Linked DNA regions of Mus musculus: all the other regions are linked to region 4. Evidence: chromatin contacts called from public Hi-C, HiChIP or PLAC-seq and promoter capture Hi-C data. All regions are on one chromosome and are shown on one strand. The core of a region is the stretch at or near the end of the contact, and the rest is flanking DNA. Distances in the headings are between cores, read along the strand shown.

What was found. Hi-C and Micro-C count contacts between places; a contact is called where the count stands out from the background. HiChIP or PLAC-seq counts read pairs in DNA pulled down with a chosen protein or histone mark. Capture Hi-C pulls out chosen DNA fragments and counts their contacts.
Region 1: a contact with region 4 is called in an H3K27ac HiChIP or PLAC-seq map of epiblast stem cells. The contact joins the enhancer-like site here to the promoter of Trappc5 in region 4. A contact is called at or near these places in 9 of 39 promoter capture datasets (the C10 cell line, cranial neural crest, embryonic stem cells and 5 more), 1 of 484 Hi-C or Micro-C datasets (the N1E-115 cell line), 9 of 115 datasets of contacts at active chromatin or transcription factors (the SCID.adh cell line, embryonic midbrain, embryonic stem cells and 2 more) and 2 of 9 other capture datasets (adipose tissue and pancreatic islet).
Region 2: an H3K27ac HiChIP or PLAC-seq map of trophoblast stem cells shows a contact between it and region 4, with 4 times the contacts expected there. The contact joins the enhancer-like site here to the promoter of Trappc5 in region 4. A contact is called at or near these places in 9 of 39 promoter capture datasets (cranial neural crest, embryonic stem cells, frontonasal cranial neural crest and 5 more), 1 of 484 Hi-C or Micro-C datasets (memory CD8 T cells), 2 of 115 datasets of contacts at active chromatin or transcription factors (bone marrow-derived macrophages and trophoblast stem cells) and 1 of 9 other capture datasets (adipose tissue).
Region 3: an H3K4me3 HiChIP or PLAC-seq map of the SCID.adh cell line shows a contact between it and region 4, with 11 read pairs. The contact joins the enhancer-like site here to the promoter of Trappc5 in region 4. A contact is called at or near these places in 17 of 39 promoter capture datasets (the 3T3-L1 cell line, 3T3-L1-derived adipocytes, the HPC-7 cell line and 11 more), 1 of 15 datasets of contacts at CTCF or cohesin (embryonic stem cells), 8 of 484 Hi-C or Micro-C datasets (B cells, the N1E-115 cell line, embryonic stem cells and 1 more), 14 of 115 datasets of contacts at active chromatin or transcription factors (the NIH/3T3 cell line, the SCID.adh cell line, astrocytes and 5 more) and 3 of 9 other capture datasets (adipose tissue, embryonic stem cells and liver).
Region 5: a Hi-C map of the Ba/F3 cell line shows a contact between it and region 4, with 4 times the contacts expected there. The contact joins the enhancer-like site here to the promoter of Trappc5 in region 4. A contact is called at or near these places in 14 of 39 promoter capture datasets (the 3T3-L1 cell line, the C10 cell line, cranial neural crest and 9 more), 1 of 15 datasets of contacts at CTCF or cohesin (embryonic stem cells), 7 of 484 Hi-C or Micro-C datasets (the Ba/F3 cell line, CD4 T cells, CD8 T cells and 2 more), 8 of 115 datasets of contacts at active chromatin or transcription factors (astrocytes, bone marrow-derived macrophages, embryonic limb bud and 3 more) and 1 of 9 other capture datasets (adipose tissue).
Region 6: a contact with region 4 is called in a promoter capture Hi-C map of liver, with 2.5 times the contacts expected there. The contact joins the promoter of Evi5l here to the promoter of Trappc5 in region 4. A contact is called at or near these places in 8 of 39 promoter capture datasets (the HPC-7 cell line, embryonic stem cells, hippocampal neurons and 4 more), 9 of 484 Hi-C or Micro-C datasets (B cells, CD4 T cells, cerebral cortex and 5 more), 14 of 115 datasets of contacts at active chromatin or transcription factors (the SCID.adh cell line, astrocytes, bone marrow-derived macrophages and 8 more) and 4 of 9 other capture datasets (adipose tissue, embryonic stem cells, liver and 1 more).

What each region holds. Positions count from the first base shown.
Region 1 is chr8:3,413,236-3,416,100 of GRCm38.p6, forward strand. All of the region lies in intron 10 of Arhgef18 (rho/rac guanine nucleotide exchange factor (GEF) 18), which reads left to right. Among named protein-coding and RNA genes, the nearest start is that of Gm46029, 12 kb to the right of the region's middle. Within about 2 kb of position 1,271, at least 52 of the 459 cell types and tissues checked have an H3K27ac peak or open chromatin away from gene starts, as enhancers often do. A contact at or near this core is called in the N1E-115 cell line, embryonic stem cells, epiblast stem cells and 1 more, where this site is marked.
Region 2 is chr8:3,312,500-3,315,332 of GRCm38.p6, forward strand. No RefSeq gene overlaps it. Among named protein-coding and RNA genes, the nearest start is that of Insr, 34 kb to the left of the region's middle. Within about 2 kb of position 1,527, at least 45 of the 459 cell types and tissues checked have an H3K27ac peak or open chromatin away from gene starts, as enhancers often do. A contact at or near this core is called in adipose tissue, bone marrow-derived macrophages, hematopoietic stem and progenitor cells and 2 more, where this site is marked.
Region 3 is chr8:3,385,707-3,388,928 of GRCm38.p6, forward strand. It overlaps Arhgef18 (rho/rac guanine nucleotide exchange factor (GEF) 18), which reads left to right. Exons shown (of 29, transcript NM_001370668.1): 6 at 654-711; 7 at 1,216-1,260; 8 at 1,928-2,005; 9 at 2,295-2,397; 10 at 2,571-2,712. Among named protein-coding and RNA genes, the nearest start is that of Gm30369, 32 kb to the left of the region's middle. Within about 2 kb of position 1,740, at least 20 of the 459 cell types and tissues checked have an H3K27ac peak or open chromatin away from gene starts, as enhancers often do. A contact at or near this core is called in the N1E-115 cell line, the SCID.adh cell line and trophoblast stem cells, where this site is marked.
Region 4 is chr8:3,675,164-3,678,171 of GRCm38.p6, forward strand. Trappc5 (trafficking protein particle complex 5) reads left to right here and starts at 1,314. Exons shown (of 2, transcript NM_025701.4): 1 at 1,314-1,440. It overlaps Gm45231 (a long non-coding RNA gene), which reads right to left and starts at 1,236. Exons shown (of 2, transcript XR_870093.2): 1 at 1,064-1,236.
Region 5 is chr8:3,335,514-3,338,748 of GRCm38.p6, forward strand. No RefSeq gene overlaps it. Among named protein-coding and RNA genes, the nearest start is that of Arhgef18, 16 kb to the right of the region's middle. Within about 2 kb of position 1,703, at least 15 of the 459 cell types and tissues checked have an H3K27ac peak or open chromatin away from gene starts, as enhancers often do. A contact at or near this core is called in the Ba/F3 cell line, CD8 T cells and trophoblast stem cells, where this site is marked.
Region 6 is chr8:4,165,239-4,168,271 of GRCm38.p6, forward strand. It overlaps Evi5l (ecotropic viral integration site 5 like), which reads left to right and starts at 1,329. Exons shown (of 20, transcript NM_001346730.2): 1 at 1,329-1,525. The region is part of intron 4 of 4932443L11Rik (a long non-coding RNA gene); the gene reads right to left.

The DNA.
Region 1 (2,865 bases), core at 21-2,520, 260 kb before region 4:
CTGAAGAGATAGCTCAGTGGCTAAGAGCATACACTGTTCTTGCAGATGACCAGAGTTAAGTTCCCAGCACCCATGATTAGAAGCTTACAACTCTCTGGAACTCTGACTCCAGAGGCCCCCACACGCCTCTGCAGGCACCAACATTTCTCATACCCATACCCATAATTGTATATGTATATACATAATTAAATATAATAAAAATCCCCTTTAAAAGTTTGTGTGGGCAGTATGCCAGACACTGAATCAACATAAAGGGATTTGGCCACCTACTTCTAGCCTTGCTACCTGCTTCTCTTTACCCCAGATCTGTGCATCAAGGGGGCGTGGGGAGGTTGCCCAGGGGTACCGTGTGTTCAGAGTAGAACTCTTTGGTTGTTTATAAACAGCTGCACTAAAGGCAGAAAGTCCCACTAGGTAGAGCTTTGTGGGACTGAGAAAGTAGCTTTCTTCTTTTCCCCTTTTATCCTGTTGGTACCCTCAGCCTGTGGGATGTGGCTGTTAGGGCCAGGGTCAGTGTCCCACACTTAGCTAGTCTACTCAAGAGATCAACCAGTCTTGCTTGCTGGCTTAGATGCTCCTTATATCATGCTAACACTCAGGATTAACCCGGACAAGAGCTGTGGATGCCCGGGGGACAAGAGAGATCTAAGGACCCGTGCTTAAATCCTTGGCACGTGTGAACAGCTAGCCATGGCTGTGTGCACACTCCTGTAACCTCAGCACTTTGCTGGGTGGAGACAGGAGAACTGCTTAGGTTTGGGGGCCCCAGCATAGCTCCAGGTGCACTGGAAGACTCTGCCTCAAAGGAATAAGCTTGAGAGTGAGAGAGCAGGACACCTGATGTCCTCCCCTGGCTTCTGCACACACACACACACACACACACACACACACACACCATTCTTGTATTTCCTCACATGCACACACTAGTTAATAAAACAATGACTAAACAGCAAAAGATAATAAAACAGTGGTAGAAAAACTAAGAAGTTAAAGCAGGAGAAAATAGGAGCTTGGGGCATAGCTTAGTAGAGCCCTTACCTAACATGCAGAGGCTCTGAGTCCAGTCTGTATCAGAAGAATTTAAAACCCACCACAGATAATAACCCCTGAGGTGGTAGCAGTGGTCCTTACAGTGCAGACAGGTATACCTGGATGCCTGCCTGCGTGCCCTTCAACACAAGGATGTGATGGTCTGTATGCTGTCACTGAGAGGTTGGTGGCATACAGAAGAGCTCCTTTTGTCCTCTGTGAGGTCGGAGTCCTTGTGATGACATCATTTCCAGCATTGTACTGGGTCTGACTTGCAGAGGGGGCAGGAAGGGGCTTGGCAGGACAGCTCAGCGATCAGGGTGCCTGCCACCAAACCTGAAGACGCAGTAGAAGAACAGAACTAACTCCTGCAAGTTTTTCTTTGACCTCTACACAAGCATGTTACCCACTCCCTCAATATATATATCAAAGTGTAATAAAGAAAAAATTTAAAAGAGAAAGCAGAGCTTCTAAGAGCACTTACCGCTTAGGCAGAGGGCCCAGGTTCAGTTATCAGCACCTACAGTGCAGTCCCCCAGCCACCTCTGGGCACCAGGTATACATGTGGTGTGCGTGCACATACTACATGCACATACACAGGCGAACATTTATACTTATACGCAGAGTTAAGGCTCCCAGGCTTTGAGTGTTTGTGCTCGGTCCTTACATGACCCTGGGGAGAGGACTTTCTGTCTGTCTCTCCAGCTGGCTTCTTTCATATGTTAATCTTGATGTCACTTTCTCCAGATCTTATTTACCAGTCAGCACAGTGCTCAAGGGAAATCTTCTACCCAGCAGCTTCCCAGCAGGTTACCCAAAAAGGCCTTGCCCTGAGCCAGGTGACCAGGCCGTATCCCTAGAGGCCCATTCTTCAGTAGAAGGCAAACTAGTGATTGTTTGGGGGATGCAAGAAGGGTCAGTATCTGCCCCAGCGGTACCCCAGCCTGGCCCATGCTTCTGATGTAGGGAGACCCTTTCAGCTGGGAAGAGGCCCTAGAAAAGCACCGAGACAATTACAAAAAGAAGATTAGAGAGAAAGCTTATGCCTTGTCATGAGACTGCCACTAGGTTGAGATCAGCCTCTACCACACAGTGAGATCCAGCTTAAAAATAGCAGTAGTAATAAAGTAGTCATAATGGCATGGGGAGATAGATAGCAGTTTGTGGGTAGATAGAGATCAGGCTCTAGCCCCAGGGACTACATGGTGGGACCTTTAAGAGGAAACTGATTCCCCTATCCCCATAGCAGAAATAGGAGCCTCATGCCTTCCTGGGGAGAGCCTGCAATCCAAAGCAGGGCCAGGGAAGGGATGATGAATGTACGGCCACCAGTGCGCGATTTGATGCAAACTCCCTTCTCCACATGAGAAACCCTGGCACCAGAGTTAGGTCTGTTAGCCAGCAACTCAGAGACAGTGTCTCGGTGAGCCCACAGGACTCAGAAGGAGGAAGAACTGCTTCAGGCAGATCCTGTGGCCTGAGCAGCAGTCTGGTCCTTTCTTATGCAGGTGTCTCCTCAGCCACCATCTCCCTGGTCTCCTACAGACCTTATTGTGTAGCTGATGATAACCCCTGATACAGTGTGAACACCACATGCGTATATTGTTACGACACATTGGAGATAGTGACCAGAATAAAGGTCACACAGGACTGGCACAGAAACAAATCTCTGGGCTCGGTGGGTAAAGGGCTTGCTGTGCCAGCACGAGGACCCGAGTTCCAATCCCTGATCCCTATGGAAAAGCCAGATGCAGTGGAGCACACCTTTAATGGCAGCACTCCTACTGTGAAGTGGGAGACAGATGACAGGATGATCACCCTGACACCTGAGAGCTA
Region 2 (2,833 bases), core at 277-2,776, 360 kb before region 4:
GTCAATAAGATCACATTGGGAAGAGAAACAAAGAGGGCATGGTCCATCGCTAACCCTCCATTGTCTAGGCTCTAGTCTATTGAAAGGTTTAAGAAGTTATCAGAAATCAGTGTAATCTGGGTTGGGGAGACGACTTAATGGGTAAAGGTGCTTGCAGCAATGGCCTGGTGACCTGCACACATCTCCCAGAACCCACAGAAAGGTAGACGGAAAGAACCAACTCCACAAACTGTCTCTGACCACCACCCTTGGCCATAAGCACACAAATAATAAGAAAAAAAGATTCCCCCGAAGCATCTGAGTCTCTCCTTGTCAAGCCAGCTCCCCTCTGGCTCTAAAAGGCTGCATCATTCTTTCCTCAGTGTAGGATTCCTGACAAAACTGTACTTCTCTGGGTCTGTGTTCCAATAGTTAGATAGTGTCAGCATCTCTCTTTAAAATACCTTCTCTCCTGCCAGGACAGTTACTGTGTCACCTCCTCAGCATCCTAGCATCCCTGCATCCCAGCCATCCTAGCATCCCAGCATCTCAACACCCTAGCATTCCAGCATCCCCACATCCCAACATCCCAGCATCCCAGCCATCCTAGCATCCCAGCACACCAGCATCCCAGCATCCAGGAGCCCACTATCTTTCTTTCCATTCTCCTCATGCCCAGCCAGAGGAAGCTTTCGAATATAAAACTCCAACTTTGGCATCTCTCCTCAAAAATCCTCCCAAGGCTCCCTATTTCCTTAAGGGGTACAAACCTATAATACTGGGCTAGAGATGTTGTGAATTTGTCACTCCTCCAGCCTGCCTTTCTGTGACTTAGCAGCACATTTTCACTGTCATTACCAGTTGCCTCATTTGTTCTCTCTGCCTCCAGGTCTCTCTGTCTCTCTCTGTCTATCTCTGTCTATCTCTCTGTCTTTCTGTCTCTCTCTGTCTCTCTCTCTGTCTCTCTGTCTCTCTCTCTGTCTCTCTCTCTGTCTCTCTCTCTGTCTCTCTCTCTGTCTCTCTCTCTCTCTCTCTCTCTCTCTCTCTCTCTCTCTCTCTCTCTCTCTCTCTTCCCCGCCCACTCCCACTACTCAGATCTTCCTACTTGCAAGGCAATTTCCCTAGCCTGGTGCCTGGTTCCTTATTATCAGTGAATCTGCCTGAGAGCTGCCCCCAGTAAACCTGCCTTCATACTTTCAATTTGGCTTGAATTGGCTAATTTCATCAGCAGATAAAACCTATTGTTTTGGTGCTATTCTGATCACACTAACAAAGGAAAAATAATTTGGCAAGTATCTCCTTTGTGGAAGGAAAAAAAAAAAAGGTATACCAGAACCCATACAGGAAGAAAACAAAAAATAATGGCTGGGCAACTTGCTTTAATTAGGATGTGAAGTATAAAATCCCTGGGTCAGATTGAACAGTGTGTGGCAGTTTCTTGCCTCCAAGAGAGCTTCTGAGACCCAGAGAATGACTTCCCCAACACAGCACAACTTTGTTTCCTCTTCTCCCAACACCCTCTACTTCCTGCCTTCCCACATGGCTCCTCTACAGTCTGTAAAGCTGGCCTTTGCTGAGACAACAACTAAGCCAGAGGGCACTCTGTCAGCTTCCTGTACGGTGTTCTGAGAAGGAACTGAACTCTAAAAACTTTTAAGTTAGAAATAAGAGAAATCTGCATTTTCTCACTTTATGGGAGGTTAGGTAAAACAGCTGTCGCGTGTATTAGAGTCTTTGAACTTTACTCTAGACAGAAGCATTTCTAGTCCAGGGTTTCTAGGAATTGCCTAGAGAAATACAGTGGCCACTTGAGCATTGGTAATGAGTAAGTGGCTATGAGAGATAAGTATGGGTTGCCTGATCCAAGATAAAAAGACAGGCCACCATTGCCAGATTCAGGAAGGGGACTATATTTCAGATTGACACTTGGTCAGTAGAAGATGTCTGATCAAAAAAAAAAAAAAACTATACTTTTTATCATTTCTTTCCTTTTTCTTTTAGAGACAAGCACAAGCTTAGGTCTATTCCTATCAGTAAAAGCATCTCCCCCTCAGCAACTACCTTTAAAAGGAGAAAGAGACGGAGCTTGAGAGATGGCTCAACAGTTAGGAGCACTGACTGTTCTTCCAGAAGTCATGGGTTCGATTCCCAGCACCTACCCACATGGCCCTCACAACTGTCTGTAGCTCTAAGTTCTTATTACCCTCATAGAGACATACCTGCAGGCAAAACACCAATAAAAGTTAAGTAAATAAATGAATATGATTTTTTAAAAAATGAAAAAGATATGCTCTTGAATCTGCATGACAAACTACACCCTTTTACTCTAACATGCTACTAAAGCCATTTTTACTTCTTAAAGATGCTGCTAACCATAAAGATTCGAGAGACCACTGACACAATTCATCATGGCCAAATTAATTAAAGCAAGTGTTTTTATTTGTAAGAAAGGGTTGCTTCCTCCTAAGGGGATGTTTGAGAGGCTGGCCTTCGATGTGAGGAAGACAAGGTTTTTGTAGCTCAGGGAAAAGGGGTTTCCAAATGGGGGGGGGGGCGTAAAATAGGAGAGGTTAAGGAAACAGAACCTAAGCATATCAAGTTAGTCAGAAAGACCTCCTGAAACAGAGACATGGTTGCAAGATAGTTGTAACAAGGTAGCCATAACAACAGGTAGTCAGTTATGATAACCTTTTGAAACAAAGTATAGTTGTTGTTGTTCCTGGAGCCCTCAATACAGAACCTTTTGTAATTAAGATTTTGTAGGAGCATAGCCCAATACTTGAGAAACAGAGGTTTAATCATAAACAGGAATAACCTTGTACCTAGTTGTAGTCATTTTAACTGTGTGCTAAAC
Region 3 (3,222 bases), core at 490-2,989, 290 kb before region 4:
TCTTTAATGATGGATCAAAAACCAGTTGAAGACACAGACCTTCGGTGTTTGGACACCCAGATTCCCGATTTTGTGGGCCAGATTAATTCAAATCATTAGAACCAAACCCCAACATATGTGTGTGATGGCGTGTTGGGAGGGGCATGCACATATCATAACACACATTGGAGGTCAGAGGACAGGAGCTGGTTCTCCTTTCACTGTGTGGATCCAGGGAATTGAACTTGCAGCAGCATCCTTGGGAGCAAGCACCTCTACTTACTGAGCCATCTTCAACCTCCCTCCCACTCCCCTTTTCCTCTTTCTCCTTCCCTCCCCTGTTCTGGCTCTCTCTTTATTTCCCTCTTGGTCTCTGAATCTCTACCAAAGGCCACACTTCTGTATTCTCACTCAAGCAGTCATCATACAAATCCAACCTGCTATTTTGAACGGGTCTGAGCCTCCTTGGCTTCCCTCAGTAAGAAGGCACAGTGAACAGCTCCTGAGTGTTCCTGGGACAGCCTCCATGTTTGCCCAGGCACACTATGATGATGATGCAGTCCCTGGTCCAAAGCTTCCCGACTCTCTGCCCTGAGAGATTGCTAGTGTTATACTCGTAGGCTGGAGGTAGGCAGGTGTAGAGCTGGATCCTTCCTCATTCCTGTGTCCCCTAGGCCTTGAACCCCCGGTGCTGGAGTGTTTGGAAAAGGACCATGTGGAGCCAGAACATGTGTGAGTGTCTGTCCCAGAACAGACAGGAGTGCCCCAGGGATCCTGCTAGGGGGAGGTGGGAAGAAGCTGGGACCACCCACCACTGGGGCCAGGGGATGCAACAGTGCTGTTTGTAAGCAACCATAGCTGGGGCTGGGGCTCATCTGATAGATACCCTATGACTACATAAGCCAGGCATGTGGTAATATCTACCTGTCATCCCACCACTCGGTGGGTAGAGGTAGGAAGATTGGGAAGAGTGAGTTCAAGGTCATCCTCAGCTAACTGTGAGTAGGAGGTTGGCCTAAAATACATGAGAACTTGTTCCAAAAAAAGGGGGGGGGTGTTTTTTATGTAGCTTAATCTTACTTAGACTCACATAATGGGGCCTCTCTCTCAAACAACCTTTGCCTAAAGGAAAGACACCCCAGAATCTTCAGGGCACCCAGTTAAGAGTGTACATGGGACCTTGGGCCTGGCCAAGTAATCGTGGTTCGTGTGTGTGTATATCCCATCTCTTCCTAGGTTGATAGTACAACAGGTGCTTCAGGAGCTGAGGCAGTATCATGGGTAAGTGAGAAGGGAGCAGGCATGAAGGAGAGGACAAACGTGGGACAGGTAAGGGAGATATGTGGTGTGTACACAAGGGACAGGTGTCGGCATCTGTAGGGGAGCACACAGTTACAGGATCTGGTAGGAGGAAGAAGGGGGCTTATGGCTGTGATGATACATGCACATCACCTCAGCGTTAGGAGACTGACAAAGCAAGAAGACTGTGAGTTTAAGACTAACTTGGGCTGTGTAGTGAAACTCTGCCAAAGAGGGGAGGGGAGGTAGGAAGAAGAGAAGGAGGCAGGAGTTAAGAATACAATGAAGGTGGTAGAGGGAGGGGAAGAAGAAGAAAAAGGAAAAAATGAGGAAGGAAATGGTGCTGAGGGGGAGGATGGAGAGATGAAGCAAGGAAACCCTATGGAGAATGAGACAAAGAGAAGGTCTCTGATTCCTGAGATCTGTTAGAGAACTTTCCCACGTGCTCAAGTGGTTTGTCCAAGGCTCAGTACTGCTGCCCTCTGCTGGAAAGCTGCTGTAGTGCCCCTGGATGTAAGTCCACAGTCAGTGGTGGGCCCTCAGACAGGAGCCCCTGTGATGCACCTCTAAAGCTCTGGGGATGCAGAAGTGAAGGATACGAGTTGAGTTGCCTGCATACCTACATGTCCGTCCCACTCTGCCCCTACAGGGCCCGTCAGCGAGCTCGCATGTCCACCAGCCCTGGAGGAGCCCACTCCAACCTCACCTGGTTTGAGTTCCTGTCTGAGTAAGCACACATTGCCAGAGGTGGCTATAGTAGAGCCTTTATGCCAAGTCTCCTAAGAGCTGACTTCACCTAGAGAGCAAAGGCTGAGACATGATAATCACAGGTTCAAGGGCTGCCTGGGCTGCAGAGTAAGGGGATGGAAAGTGAAAGGAGAGGAAAAAGAAAACCCTAGGGAAGAAGAGACAGGGAGCTGGGAACCAAAGATGGGATCACATTAGGGGGCAACATATTCCTGGGGCACCTTCCAGAGTTGCCTCAGAAGGTACCTGAAGCTTTCCTCACTGTCCAGGAGCGAGGATGGTGCGTGCAAGATTGAGAAGCCCGGCAAGAGCACCAGAGTGAAGCGCAGCCTGAGCTCCCTCCGCAGCAGGGTCACGAGGCAGAAGGAGAAGGTGAGGGGGCTGAACTGGAACTTGGGGACTCGCACTTCCTTTCCATGCTCCGTAATGTACCCTTGACTTGGGAACCCTGGGATCCAAGCCAGGACTAGATAAACAGAGGTGGAGGGCGTAAAAAGACTAGCCTCTGCAGGAGATATCCTAAGACCCATCATTTTCTCGTGCAGGGGAAGAGTCCAGCACATCTAAAAGATAAGACTCAGGATCTTCCAGGGAAGCGGGAGTGTGTCAATGGGCACCAGCTGATGCGAGGAACCTTCTCGGGCCACTCCAGCTGTCCTCTGTGTGGCGAACCTTTGCTGAACTCAGGTGAGTCCCAGCCCCATCCATCCATCCAATGGAGTGTCAGCCTTTTTTCTTCATAATGTCCCTCCATTCTCTGGTACCTCCTGGCTCCATTTCACCCTCTCCAATGTGAGCAAGTGTAAATAGCAACCTGGAAAGGGCCAGAGGGACCCGTTGGGCACTGAAGATGGTGATTAAGCTCTCTGTCTCAGCTTTGGCCTTTGTAAAAATCCAGTAGGATCTGGACTCAGGCAGAGTATTTATCAGATGTGGTGACAAAATAGCATGTGTTTCCTGGTTAAAATCTCAGAAATGTGTTTTGTTGTAGCACTGGGACCTGGCTGGCCAAGGTCATGTTATCTACAGGTGTCGGGTTTCTCCACACCCTTCTTGCACATTCTGGTAGCTCTCCAACCTCGTGACAGCATCATCCTACAATGTTCTTGTGTGCACACTGGAGTTCCAAACTCTCTTGTCTCTTTTTCCTTCCACTGTATGTGTGCTTATTCACGTGTGCACTTAAAGGTGCTCGTG
Region 4 (3,008 bases), core at 64-2,563:
AGAGGCCAGCCAGGAACCTGTGGAGAGAGGGGGAGGGGGATGAGGAGAGAGGGAGAAAGGGGTCAGGGAGGGAAGAGAGTCAGAGAGAGTAAGAATGTCTTCCTGTGGGGTCATGCTCTCCCCTTCAGCTTCTTCAATCCTTCCCCTAATTCAAACATAGGGGTCCCCGACTTCAGTCCAATGGTTGGGTGTAAGTATCTGCATCTGTCTCAGTCAATGCTATGAATTTTTAAATTAAGCATATGGGGCAGTGGCATGGTTCATCTGTAAAGCACTTGCCTAGCCATTGTGAGGCCCTGGGTTTCATCTGCAGCATTGTAAAAGACATAATTAAACCTGCACCTGACTTATGCAGGTTGGAGATATGAATAGACTCCAGGAGAAAATGACCTACATTCTTTCTGCCGCTTGTGTTTCCTCTTAAAAAGATCAGCTAAACACGGGAAGCTCTGGGCACATATATCACCTTAATTTTGTTGTCATCTTGGTCTACATAGCAAGACTGTTTCAAACAACCACCAACCAACCAATATACAGCACAAAAAATTAAGGGGCTGGGGAGGTGTCTTAATAGATAAAGTACAATTGTAAAGATCTGAGTTTGATCCTGAGTACCTACATTAAAAAAAAAAAATTGCTGGGTGTGTTGGTCACACCTGTAACCCCAGAACTGCCAGCCAGTGAGGTGTTTGTGGGGCAGACAGAAGGATTTTCTGAGATGCTTGACAGCTAGCAGAAATGGTTACCCCAGGTCCAGTAGTTAGACCCTGTCTTAAAATAAGTTCCAGAGCAATAGAGATAGACTCAGTGTCAACCTCTGGTCTCTGCACACAGGAGTGTTGGGCACATGAGACACACTGACACACAAAGGGAGGATAAGGATGGTCAGACGCCTCCGCAGGTAAAACTACTACTACTTCTAAAACACTGCAGCTACACCATCTGTGAAAGATGGAAAAACACCCCCAGATCAAGCGTTCTCCTTCACCCACTGGTAAAAAAAAAATCACGTGTCAGGGGAAATTGCGTGTAAATACATCACGTCTACAGTTCACGTACTTACATACTTAAGAAGATACGTGCCCGAGGGCATGCACGTGCTCCTGGGATAGAATACTTTGCATACTACACTCTTGCTCAAAAGCCAGCTTTTATAGCAAGATCTCATAGCCCAGTGCCCACCAGCGTTCTGCGCCGCGGGGCTTGGACACGGGCGCCCCCTTGCGGCCCCTCTCGGTCACCGCATTGCCCCGCCCTCCGTGCGCAAACGAGCTAGCCCGCGCACGCCTGCGCACTCACAGGCCTTTTACGACGCCATCAAGGAGTTCCGCTGACCCGCCCGCAGCACAGTTCCGGTTGAGACCTTTCCCCGCCCGAGAACCTTCTCCGGCGCGCTCGGGCCTCGTCTTTTTTTCTGTGCGTCCGGAGCAGCGTTCCCGGGTCAGTCTGCTTTGGGTTTCCCCTGGGGGTGATGCGGGTTCCGCGGTCCCGGCCGGGCGTCCTAGAGCAGCCCAGTCGAGCATTCTGCACGGTTCCTTTCCCCAGCTGGGGAGCCGGACGGTCCATCCTAATCTCCCAAGACCTGGCCCGTGGGACATGCTTTGTAGGGGAGGGTTGTCGGCTCCAATCCATTCTCCAGAAGCCATGAAGGCTTCACCTGGTGGTCTCCATTCACTGTTGTGACTCCCGGCTGCCGGCACGGGAGGCCCAGAGGCTCTCACCGCTTCCTCCTGCCTCCTCCACTAGTGTCCCCATCATCCGTGCAGTTTTCTAGAGACTTTGTGGGAGTATGAGTTCCGACGGGATCTCTTTTAGAGTTAAGGGTCACCGTGGAAACGGCTTCCTTCATGACAAATAGACACTTCCGCCGCTCCCCAACCTCATGTTACAGGGTTGGGAATTTTTTGCACCCCCTCCTGGCTTGGCCTTGGCTCACCGGTGTCCCTTACTGTCACATACTTTTCTAGCTTTCCTGGAGGGGTTGGGCAGGAAGGTCTCTAGGGTAGTCAGAGCTGGAGCACATGCCGGCTAGGGAAAACATAATTGACTGTCCTTTGTCCCCTCTCCATTCACCAATGTCCCGCCCCCGCTTTAAAGACAGAGTGTATTAGTGCTTTTCTCCTTCTTGTTGTGGTCATATATACCCGACAAAAGCAACCAGAAGAAGGAAAGGTCTGTTTATTCGGCTATTGACACATGGTTTCAGGAGCATGAGGCCGCTGGCATTGCATCCACAGTCGAATGCTGGCGCCAAGATCACTTCCTTCTTTTTACCTTAGGGTGGTGATGCCTGTATTCATACTGGGTCTTCCCTCTGGAAATCCAGAGACGTGTTTTCATGGTGATTCTAAATCTAGGTCGTGAAGACGAACCATTGCACAGGGTCTCACTGTGCTCTAGGCAGTCCTGGAACTCACCCGGGCTGGCCACTTTCTGCCATCTTACTGCCTCAGTCTCTGGAGTGCTGGGGCTGCAGGTGTGCTCCTCCAGTTTTGTGGCCTCTCTGTATTCCACCTTTTTGATTGATTGATTGACTAATTAAATTTTTTTGAGACAGTTTCTCTGTGTAACAGCTCTGGCTGTCCTCAGTCTCACAGAGATGCCTCTGCTTCCTGAGTGCTGGGATTAAAGGTGTGCATTCATCATGTGTGGCACCTTAAGTTTTAACCATTCCCCTGCCACATGCCAGCTTCTTAAAAATTACATTAAAATTTTTTTTAGATTTATTTATTTACATTTAAAAAATTTATTCATTGCATGTTTGTGTGCACATGTGTGTATTTGTGAGTGTGCATGGGGGTAAAGGGCAACTTTTGAGAGTGAGTTCTCTCCTTGTACTCTGTGGGTTCTGGGATCAAATGGGGCTTATCAGGCAAGTGTCTTTACCTTCTGAGCCATCTTGCCAGTTCCACTGATAGTTCTTTGGGAAGACTTCTTATTTGTTTGAGCTTGATTTTATGTGTATGTGTGTTCAGCCTGCATATATGTATGTGTAATGTGTGTGTGCC
Region 5 (3,235 bases), core at 453-2,952, 340 kb before region 4:
TACAGAAGTGGATGCTCACAGTCATCCATTGGACAGAGCACAGGACCCCCAATGAAGGAGCTAGAGAAAGTATCCAAGGAGCTGAAGCGGTTTGTAGCTCCATAGGAGGAACAACAATATGAACTAACCAGTACCTCCAGAGCTCTGGGGAACTCAACCACCAATCAAAGAAAACACATGGTGGGACTTGTGTCTCTCGATGCATATGTAGCAGAGGATGGCCTAGTTGGTCATCAATGGGAGGAGAGGCCCTTGATCTTGTGAAAGTCCTATGTCCCAGTATAGGGGAATGCCAAGGTCAGGAAGCAAGAGTGGGTGGGTTGGGGAGGAGGGGGAGAGGGAAGGGGATAGAGGATTTTCTGAGGGGAAACTAGGAAAGGAGATAACATTTGAAATGTAAGTAAAGAAATTATCTAATAAAAAAAGAAGAAAAAAACAAAACATTTAATGCATTCTAAACAGTGTAAGTGACAGAATTTCTGGCTGGGGAGATCTGTTTCTTGGTAATATTTGACTGGTGGCATTTTACCCATTCTCTCAAGTGGTCTGGTGGTTGAGGGTGGTATTGCATGACAAGTTCCAAGTTAATTCCCTGTGTGGGTATGAAGAGTTTCCGCCCAACTTAAAAGAGTGCATAGCATATCAGCAAGTACTGATACCTTCTACTGGGTTGAATGGCAGTAAAGTCCATTCAAGATGTCCAAATATGTAGGACCCCTGGTTCTGTGTCAGCATGGAGGCCTCAGCTCCCTGCTTGAGATTGTTCTGAACACATTGCAAACTGAGTTTGCTAGCTTGTTGGATCCGTGTTGGCAACTTTGAACCCACCAAATACCTTTGCAGCAATTTCTGTAGGGCAGTTTTTCCAGAGGGGTTGTTGGACTGAGCAGAAAGCTGTGATAATCAGCCAGCCCTCTTGATTTTTAGTAGCTCCTTTGTCAGTTATTAAAACATACCCTGTGGCTGCTTTGCTGAGATCAGTGACAAGGATGTCATCACAGTATCCCAGGACTGTCCTGATGGCAGTGGATGTTATAAGTAAAGTCATCCAGAGACCTGCTGACCAAGGTCCATGGCTATGCAGCTGTAGGATTCGTTGTTGATGTCTGTGGTGCATATTACCACTAGAGACCATGGGGACATTCCTGGTCTGGGCAGCCACCTGGGACAGCACCTTCCAGGGGCTGTGCAGAAGTGGCTGTGGCGCTCTGGAGAGCTGGCCCCACCTCTCATGCACTGGCAGCAGCACTTGGGAGACTGAGCCCAGCACTTTACCTGGACAGCACATCAGAGCTGGTCATGTGGGATAGGAGGCACAGGTGACATGGCCCCAAGAGTGAGCACAGGAGTGCTGGCCCCACCACTCCTCTTCCATGAGATTGTAGTATGGTCCATGGAGGGAGGAGGGGAGAGAGGCTTTCCCGGACTTGCCACCTTCAGCAGTCGGGAGAGCTGGCCACTGGGTCACGAGAGCAAGTGGGCAGGCCCAGCCCCTCACTGGCTGCTGCACTCAGGAGAGTGGCCCTACACCTCACTTGAGCAGCGTTGGTGGAGCTGGTTCTGGAGGTGTGGGGCAGGTGAGCCGGTCCTGAGGATATGAGAGAGGGAGAGCTGACCCTCCCTCTCATTGAATGGCCTAGCCAGAACAGTGCTGGAGAGCTCCCCCTAGTGGTGGACACGTATAATGGAGAGCCTGCACACTCACCAACTCAGCTAACAACCAAGTCCACCTCCAGTGCTTTGAGTTGATCCACTCCAATATCTACACCATCTGTTAATTGTTGAAGTGCATGAAAGGACTGCAGATCCAAAGCTTCAAGATCTTCATGACACACAACGGGATAACTGGGAAGAATCTCGTTGAAAACCCAGTATTGATGGTGTGTGTCACAGAAGCTAGAGACCTCAAACCAGACTAGTGACTCATTGCAGTTTACAATGTGAACAGCAGGACAGCCTGACACATTACAGCTTCAACAACAAGATGATTTCTATGTTTTGTTTTCTTTTGTTGTGTGTGTGTGTGTGTGTGTGTGTGTGTTTGGGGGATAGATTGCAAAGGCAAAGGGTGGATAAAGGGCAGGAGATGAGGGTGCATTGTAGCCTCCCCCAGCCTGAAGCTGGCTGGTGCAGACCTTGTTGCCACTGAGGTGGGGCCACCTGCAGTGTAGCTTTCCGACTTGGCTGGCTTCTTTTTTTTTTTTTGGTTTTGTCGAGACAGGGTTTCTCTGTGTAACCCTGGCTGTCCTGGAACTCACTTTGTAGACCAGGCTGGCCTCGAACTCAGAAGTCTGCCTGCCCCTGCCTCCCAAGTGCTGGGATTTAAGGTGTATGCCACCACGCCCGGCAGGCTGGCTTCTTTTGATGTGTCTGCCGCTGCTCTTCTCCGAGATCCTGCTGCCTGCTGAGACACCCTTGAGACATTCCGGAGACACATCCTATCCTGCACATTGCCTACAAGCTGGCTCCGGGCACCAAGGATGGACTGGCGGGGGGGGGGGGGGAACCTACCCCCTATATAAGCTTAGACTCTAAGTAAACGTTAAGGTGCCTTGAACAGAGTACTTTTGTCTTGTTGTCTTTATTTCTCTCCCCGTCTAGTCTCTTTTCAGCCCCAGCCTGCCTTTCAGGAGTACCTGGTTCATGTAGGCCACGGGCGGCTTACAACTACAGTACATGATGTGAAATTCACAATGAACCAATAAAAAGTGAGTACCAAAAACAAAAACCAAGAAACAAATTAAAAACAAAACAAAACAAAAAACATACCCTGGTGTGGGAAGCCGCCCCCACATTCGCCGTCACAAGATGGCGCTGACATCCTGTGTTCTAAGTTGGTAAACAAATAATCTGCGCATGAGCCAAGGGTATTTACGACTACTTGTACTCTGTTTTTCCCGTGAACGTCAGCTCGGCCATGGGCTGCAGCCAATCAGGGAGTGATGCGCCCTAGGCAATGGTTGTTCTCTTTAAAATAGAAGGGGTTTCGTTTTTCTCTCTCTCTTGCTTCTCTCTCTTGCTTCTTACACTCTGGCCCCAAAAAGATGTAAGCAATAAAGCTTTGCCGTAGAAGATTCTGGTTGTTGTGTTCTTCCTGGCCGGTCGTGAGAACGCGACGAATAACAATTGGTGCCGAATTCCGGGACGAGAAAAAACTCCGGACTGGCGCAGGAGGGATACTTCATTTCAGAACCAGAACTGCGGATCACGTTTATAAAGGTTCCCGTAACACAGA
Region 6 (3,033 bases), core at 79-2,578, 490 kb after region 4:
CACTACTCATCAGTCTCCTCCAGAGGGGAACCACTCCCCCTGCTGAACCTATGATCTCAGCTTTCCTTCTATGACACATCCTTCCTTGCCCCACCCTGTCCAAGGCCCATAACCCACACCCTGGAGTCATCCTCTTCTCAAGTCTTGTAGCTGTCAATGATGGGTCATACATGCTCTCTGCCCTCACTTACTTATTAAAAGAATCTAGGATCTGGCCAAGGTGGTGAGTGGAAGGTGAAAAGTGGGAGGATCTGGAGTTCAAAGTCACCCTCTGCTACACAGAAAATTTTGAGGTCATCCTAAGACTACAATAGACTCTGTCTCAAAAATTAAAATAAAAAAAAAATAAAAACAAAGTGGAAGGAGAAAGGGGAGGAGGAAAAAAACGAGGACAAGGGGGAGTCGGCAAAAGAACCAAGGTCCCATTCATTCATTCATTCTTCAAGCCTTTAAAGCAGCTCTCACGTGTGCGGCTCTGGACCCAAAGGAGACCTGACACCCCCTCCGCCGCTCTATACCCCATCCCCGCCCCGCCCCGCCCCGTCCCAGGAGAGATAATGGTTGGGGCAAATGAAGGATGCAATCGGCGTTTTGATGCCAGATTCACCCAGCAAGGGTAGGACCTGACCTAACCACCCGGCCACCACAGAGATGCTGGCTCTGAAGAGAGGCCTTCTGCATACGCCCGATCTAAAACCCAAGCCAGGAGCCCGGCCCTTGTCTGGTCCCGCCTATCCTTGCACCGAGACACGCCTCCTCATTAACTCCTCCATTTCATTCAGCCCATGGCCTTAAGTCCTACCGCCCAGGACGCCAACCTCATTCCCAGTCTCACGACTCCATTGGTCAAATACAAGAGCCCGCCTTCCATCAGTGTCGCTGACTGCTTAGAAGTCAGGATCTCTTTCACAGCACACCCCTCCCATCTCAACAGTTACCAGGGACGAGGTTTGAAGAGCAGATAGTAATGGACGGCTCAGAACCTCTCATGATTGGGTAGAATTCCAGCTCTGGGCGGGGCTTAGTGCTTTCAGCTAAGGGTTGCTCAAGGCCTCAGCTTTCCTTCCGAGGCACACCTCTCGCCCATCACTATTAGTAGTTTAGGTGTCGATCAATATTATTACTTATTTTGATAGGTAAAATTAGATGTCCATCACAGATTCTCTCATTTCAATTCGCTCCTCTCCTCAGAGAACCGTAGCCAGGGTCCGCCTCACGGGGTGGCTATGGATTGGTCAGGTCTTATGTCATTCTTCTACAGTGGGCGGAGCCAAAGGCCTAAGGGGGCGGTGAATTGGTTGACTGGGCTGGGGGGCGGGGGGCGGGGCAGCGGCTCCTGTCAGCGGGTGAAATGGCAGTGGCGGAGCCAGCGACGGCCGCGGTCCCCGGGGGTGGCTGATTGAAAGGGGCCGGGCCGCGGGGTTTGCGGGACCCTCGAGCAGACGTGACCGTGGGTCGGGGCATCGGACGACACAGCGCAGGGACAGCGAGGCTCGGCGCGGCGATGGAGGCGCTCTCGGCGCAGGTAGGGCGGCCCGAACCGGGCCTCTTCTCCTTGGGGGCGTCAGTGCTGCGGGGCCCCGCGGGGAAGCCAAACCAGGAGCGTGACCTGGGGTCGCCTCGCCTCCAGAATCCACGCTGGGAGCCTTGGCATTCCCAGTCCCGGACCCTGGAACTCCGGCCTCCGCCCACCCTCCTTCCCGATCCCCTCAGGATCCCTCCCAGGGCTCCTAAGACCCAGTGTCTCTTCGCGACGTCCCCCACAGGCTCAGGACCTCTGTACATCTTTCCCAAGACTCCTCTGTTAGAATCTGTCCAGGGCTTCCCCATCCCCCAGTCTGCAGACCTGCCCCCCCCCACACACACACACCATGAGCGTCTCCTTTCCAATCCACAACCACCACCACCACCACCCCGAGTCCCAGGACCCCTCCCATCTGCACATCTCTTGCCTTTACATCCCCCTAAACCTCCCACTTGGCTTCCTGTCTTCTGTGTCTGGCCTACACCCTCATCCTCTCCAAGGAGACCAAGATCAGAGCCCTATACTCTTTCTTTCTGACTCCACAGAAACCCATGCCTCACCTCTTAAACGGAAAGATTCCCAACTGAATCCAGAGACATCAGCTCAGCCTGCTCACTTGGCACCCCTCCTGCTCAAGGGCTCCAATAAAAACAAAAACAAAAAAAACATCACTTCTAGTCTTCTGAGAAGACTATACACTGTTGCTGATCTTGAGCCATCTAGATGGCATCTTCCTGAAGAAATGAACACTCAGGACTTCCCAAAAGACCAAAAGATAGTGCTGAATCCCATCCCCCATAGACACACCCTCCCCATCCATCTTTCTGATACAGAGTGGGGTCATTTAGATACCCCTAAATATACAGGAACCTAAGGGCCCAACCCAGACCCAGGCCCATGAGTGCTCTCCCCCCCCCATCTCTCTCTCTCTCTCTCTCTCTCTCTCTCACACACACACACACACACACACACACACACATGAGAACTTCTATACACCTTCTTGAGCCCAGTACCCTCAACAGACCTCCTAACTCAGACAAAAGACAGAAGATTGTGAGGTGGCAAGCTCTGTCCCCAGCACCTAGCCTGTCCCTTCCACCCCATTCTCTTTGAGTTGGGACTCCAGGGCGTGTCAGGGCCTAAGATCTACCTACCACAAATCTCTCCCCCCCCTCTCTCTTTCTTATCCTTTTTAATAGGAAGGACATTCTTTCCTACACCAGTGTCCCAAAAGGAACCAGTGCCCATCTCCAAATCAATGGCACCTCCCTATACATACCATGGGGAGTGAGATCTTCCAGCGGCTCCTGGCCCCAATCCTAAAGTCTGACCAGACTGGTAGGACCAGCATCCTTGAGCCTATGGCATCTGTTGGCCTCAGATGATATAGACAGTGCTGCCATCTAAGGTGCTCATCAAGGCCAGTTTCTGAGAGCCCTGTGAGTTCTTTTACCCACCACCAATGTTTGGTCAAAATAAAACAGCTTCCTCCTAGCATGTGGGATCTG